Linked DNA regions of Sus scrofa: region 2 is linked to region 1. The links are chromatin contacts, called in public Hi-C maps. All regions are on one chromosome and are shown on one strand. Each heading gives the region's core, a stretch centred on a gene start, on an enhancer-like site or on the middle of the called end of the contact. The rest is flanking DNA. Distances are from core to core; before and after follow the strand shown.

What was found. Hi-C and Micro-C count contacts between places; a contact is called where the count stands out from the background.
Region 2: a Hi-C map of alveolar macrophages shows a contact between it and region 1, with 2.1 times the contacts expected there. The contact joins two enhancer-like sites. A contact is called at or near these places in 8 of 47 Hi-C or Micro-C datasets (alveolar macrophages, embryonic fibroblasts, epiblast stem cells and 3 more) and 1 of 2 datasets of contacts at active chromatin or transcription factors (alveolar macrophages).

The regions. Positions count from the first base shown.
Region 1 is chr1:136,961,850-136,964,549 of Sscrofa11.1, forward strand. All of the region lies in intron 6 of FMN1 (formin-1), which reads right to left. Among named protein-coding and RNA genes, the nearest start is that of FMN1, 200 kb to the right of the region's middle. Within about 2 kb of position 1,297, at least 5 of the 83 cell types and tissues checked have an H3K27ac peak or open chromatin away from gene starts, as enhancers often do. A contact at or near this core is called in alveolar macrophages, where this site is marked.
Region 2 is chr1:137,077,710-137,080,409 of Sscrofa11.1, forward strand. The region is part of intron 4 of FMN1 (formin-1); the gene reads right to left. Among named protein-coding and RNA genes, the nearest start is that of FMN1, 84 kb to the right of the region's middle. Within about 2 kb of position 1,407, at least 3 of the 83 cell types and tissues checked have an H3K27ac peak or open chromatin away from gene starts, as enhancers often do. A contact at or near this core is called in alveolar macrophages, where this site is marked.

The DNA.
Region 1 (2,700 bases), core at 47-2,546:
TATAGGATAACATAGCATACTATTTTTATAACTTTGGGGTAGGAAAGAATTTAAAATTCAAAAAAGCACTATGATTAAAGAAAAATCTAATACATTTGACTATATTGAAATTGAGAACTTCTCATCAAAATATGCCATAGCAAGAGAGAAAAGATTAGCCAGAGTGGGAGAATATACTTGAAACAAATAAAGATTAAAAATACACATATATATGAATAGGTCCTAAAAACTACAGAAAATGAAAAACAGGAAAAAATGTCAATAGGCACTCTAAAAAGAGGACATGTAAGTAACATATACATTGAACAGTGTTCAGTCCAGTTAGTAATCAAGAATAACATTGGACGAAAACATTGGTGAAGATGTGGAGAATGGAAATTCTTATACACTTGGCAGGAGTACAAATTGGTACAGTCACTATGGAAAACATTTGATGTTTTCTAATAAAGTTGAAGATGTTCATACCTCCTCACCTAGCAATTCTAGTCCTAAGTACACAAATGAAAAAACTCCACAGGAAAGCAAATAAATTAACAAAAGTTAGGATAAAAATGGCATCAGAAGAAGAGGAATTGAGTTGGGTTAGGATGGAGCAAAAAGATGTTCAACGAAAAACTATTCTTTAACCTCTATGTGTTATATACCATTTTCTTTACATATACCTAACATTAAAATATAAAGAAAAAGGTTGCTCTGGTTGTATTTGTTTTCTCATATATCTTATAAAGAATATCATATAGGCATAAGAGAGTCTCTAGATGGATCAAATAAGAATAAAACAACTTAGTAAGTGTGAATCCTGTACAAATGTTGAGTCCTGACCTACATGATCATCAGTATCCAAGCCTTAATAAATTCCAAGCCTCTACAAAGTAGGCAAAGGGAGCTTAGCTAAACCAACCTTCTTGCCAAACCAATGCCCCTTGGGAATAATGTCTACATCCTATATAGAAATCACATAGAATATATTTTGAAATAATTCATTTTGTGTCAACTGTACCTGTGAGGGTGTGACAGACATAGTTATGACTAATTGACGGACTGATGAAGATCAAGTGCGAAGCTAACACCCAGTAAACCTTGATTCATCTCCTCTTTAAACAAGCATTTCTGCCAACAGTCTCCGTGTGACAGATGGCAAGTAAACACACCCCCATTCCTAACCAGAAAGACAAAATATAATCTCCAGGCAGCACGCGGGAGGAGAAGGAAGTTGACGCCCTCACTAGTAGAATATTCACTGGGAGGGTTCCTATGACAATGGTGAGCCAATACAAAGGTTACAGAATAATGAATCAGAGTTAGCTGATGGTTTTCCATTGTGTCCTGTTAGTGGCAGTCCTGACTTCCACATTTGGGGGGTTCACTGGAGAGGACCAATGGACATCCTCCTATTACTCAGGGATGATGATGGGAGGGCAGAGGTTCCCATGCAACACAAAGGATGTTTTTGTTTCCTAAAAGGAGAACTTGACCCTGATATTCACATATTCTATGAATATGTGAAAAGAAAGAATGGCAATTTTGACTATCAGAGCTTGAATAGGGCAGAGCTCTTTGAAGCCTCATCTGCCCCAACGGAAATTAACAAATGGATTCAAATAATCTGGCCCACAAAAAAGAAGTCTGAAGAATGTCTTTTAAAAAAATAATACATGGGGAGTTCCCGCTACGGTGCAGTGAGTTAAGAATCTGACTGTAGCAGCTCAGGTTGCTGCAGAGGCACAGGGGTTCAATCCCCAGCCCAGAGCACTGGGTTAAAGGATCCAGTGTTGCTGCTGCTGTGGCACGGATTCAGTCTCTGGCCTAGGAACATCTATATGCTGTGAGTACGGCCATAAAATAATAACAACACATGATATGGAAAGACAGGAAAAGGGGAGTTCCCCGTGTGGCTCAGTGGGTTACAATGCATACCCAACTAGTATCCATGAGGATGCAGGTTCGATCCCTTGCCTTGTTCATTGGGTTAAGGACCCAGCATTGCCATGAGCTGTGGTGTAGGTCACAGATGCAGCTTGGATCCCACCCTGCTGTGGCTGTGGTGTAGGCTGGCAGGTGCAATTCTACCTGCAGCCTGGGAGTTTCCATATGCTGCAGGTATGGCCCTATAAAGCAAGAAAGCAAGGAAGGATGGAAGAAAGAAAAGAAAGAAAGAGAAGAAAAGAAAGAAAAAGAAAGAAAGAAAGGATAGGAAAGGAAGGAAGAAAAGAGAAAAGAAAAGAAAAGAAAGAAGGAAGGAAAAGAAAAAAGGATCCTGACTGGCAGGATTCAACATTTTGGGGGAAAATAAGAATTTCCCTCATAAAAATGTAGCTCTTTCTAATCAAGTACTTGATCTAATTGGTAGTGACCCCTTTTACTGTGCAAACCTTTCTTTTTGATCAGCTCATAACAACAAAGCGTCCTTACTGCCAAGTATCATTACAGGGTTGTGTTCTCCAACTCACCACGAACAAGTTTAATGATCTCTCTAAAGGTGGAAGTACAAGGTAACCACAGATGCAGCTTATCGCTGACTGGTTGAGCTTATCTTAATTACATATGCACACAGGTAACATGTGTGAACTGTTCTAAGGACTCTCCACACGCCACCCTCACATCACATCTAAATCCATCATATTGCGGCCCCTTTTACGATGAGGAGACTGAGGTGCGTGGAAAAACTTTATACAAAAACCACATGCTGGTAAATACCAA
Region 2 (2,700 bases), core at 157-2,656, 120 kb after region 1:
CTAAGGGTAAAATGGTTTTATCAATGTATTTGTTCATCGTGCGCCAATGTGACCCAGGCCATATTAGGTAGGCTCCTATGGGGCAGGAATCACATACATTCAACACGATTTCTCATAGATTGTGAATGGAGTGCACAATGCCAAGTGCCTATGTCAGGAAATACCCATATCAGACACAGCCCCATGTGAGCTTCATACCAGTAGATGATAATATCACTGCAGGCCACCTCCTCGAGGCAACTGCTTGAGCATCAGAAGGACAGGCCATTAAGAAATCCATGAGGTTGGCAGGTCAGAGCATGAAAAAGTGGGGAAAATAGAGCCAACATTCATCAGGTAAATACCCCCAGGAGGTCATCCAGCCTCAAGTGACAGAAACACCTTCTGGGGACACTAGGTGTTATTTAAATAGATGCAAGAAAGATACTGATCTGCTCAGATGTAGCATGTTATCAAGATCTTCCCAGGCCTCCTAGACTTTCTCTAAGCAGAGAGAAAGAATGGAGGTAAGGACGCCCAGGTCCTTGGAAGTGCCCTGAGATGAACTCTGCCACCCAGGGCAATTGTTCAGGCAAGGCAGGCAAAGACCTGAAATAATATTTTCCACAACTGTGTCTGTGGGAAGAAGAAGGAAGTCTAAAGTTTTCTTTTTCTTCCTTTTTTCACGCCTACCACTAACTCTCTAGCTCCCAGACTTGTCCCTCCTTCCTTCTCTTCCTCTCCCTCCCTCTTTCTTTCCTTGTTTCAATTCTGATGGTCCAAAACATTAGCCACTGACTATTTTCAATAACACAACACTTCTCCAGAGTCACTCCACCTATACCCTCTACAGGAGAAGTGGGTATCTCATCTTTTTCTTGAGATTGCATCTCGATCCACTGTGGTCTACCATCTTAACTAAAGATGAAAGAATCCGTTGGTCTTTCTAGGACCTCAGCACATAGACTTCAGGTGTGAAGAGGCTGCCTGTGTGCAAATGGATATTCAAAGATCTTCTCTCTCTCTCCCTAAGGCAGCCTTCATTATGTCCTTTGGAACAGGGGCCATAGATCAGGACTGGCATGACATTATGCATATATTACACCAACGGTACTCATCGCAGCTAAGAGCAGAGGATAAAATTGCAACGGGAACATCCAAACTTTCAGCTTCTCAGTGTATCATCAGTAGATGATAATATCACTGCAGGCCACCTCCTTGAGTATCAGTTGGTATGGCATTAACCTATAAAGAATTTCTGGGACCCTGGCAATCTATTTTCTAGGGATACTTTGATTTCCTTTGCTAATTCCAAGTAGCACAGCTTCCACTGAGGTCTCCAGTTACTCCCACGTGGTGCCTGGCCCAGACCTGCATTTCTTTCACTCCACCTCTAGGTGTCTCCACTCTAATCCAACCCTAAGGAGCCCGGGCAGGGACTCAGTCTGTGAGTACACACACCCCTCTAGTGGACAAAACACAAAGACACATACACAGCTGGGAAAGGACCACAGAATTCTCCATCAGGAACACCTCATTCACTGCTCTCACTCCGTCTGTACAAGACAAAGATATGCCATGGACCAACAGAATCACAGTGAGAACTGGAGGTAGAGGTTTCATCACGACTATTTTTTCTTCAATAGTGTGACTCAGAAGAAAGGAGGGCTATATGACTGAGTTCACAGGCATCTAGGTTCAGAGTTAAAACCTCTCCAAGGTGCACCCATCGATGAGGTTGCAAGGGTTGGGTGAAAGAGCCCTGGGTTGGGCATCAGAGGATCTGGTCTCTAGTTTCCATCCCAACATTTATAACCTCTGTGATTCTACACAGTTCGCTTAAAAGTCACTGGGCTTCCCTGTCCTTGTGTGCAGAGTGAAAGAGTTAGATGATCTCTAAGGGAGCAGTTTGCAACATGAACCTACAAGGTCTATGATTGTACATGAGCAGTTGAAAGAGCACAAACAGGATGACAGCATTGTAGGAGAAAGCATATAAACAGGAAAGCTGGGGACCTGGTTCTAATCTTGGCTCTGGTAGCAACGACCTACTTGGCCTTGGGAAAAAAGTCGCTTCATCTCTCTGGAACTCTGTTTTCATCTGGAACAGAAATGAAGCCAGGTGATCTAGGTAGGAACATTATAGCTTCCCAACCCCTAGGTTTCTACAATTATGCGTAATGATAACTGCACACACAGATGTTTTCTTCAAAGGATCCTGAAGTCACAGGGGCATGTTTATATATCTATGGACAAAGTAGGGAGCCATTAACCTTTCTACTTATTCTACTTTCTTATTATTCTATAATAAGCATAACTAAGGATAAATACATCAAACTCATTGCTTAGAGTTCAGAAGAGCTCAAGCAGATGTGCCTCCTTCCAACCGCGCAGTGGACATTTGTCCAAGGCACCATCAAAACACAAAGCTTTTGTAAGCCAAGCTACAAAATGTCCAGGAATCCATTGCTTTCTATGAATTAATAAGGATACATAATAAATTATCACATTAGATCACTAATTCTACTCATTTTAAAGGGTTATAGGAATTGACATAAAGAGATGAGTTCCCCTGCGGCACAGTTCGTTAAGGATCCAGTACTGTCACTACAGCAGCTTGGCTCACTGCTGTGGTGTAGGTTCAGTCCTTGGCCTAGGAACTTCCACATGCTGCAGGCATGGCAAAAGAAAAAAAAGAAAGAGAGAGAGAAATCTAACAAA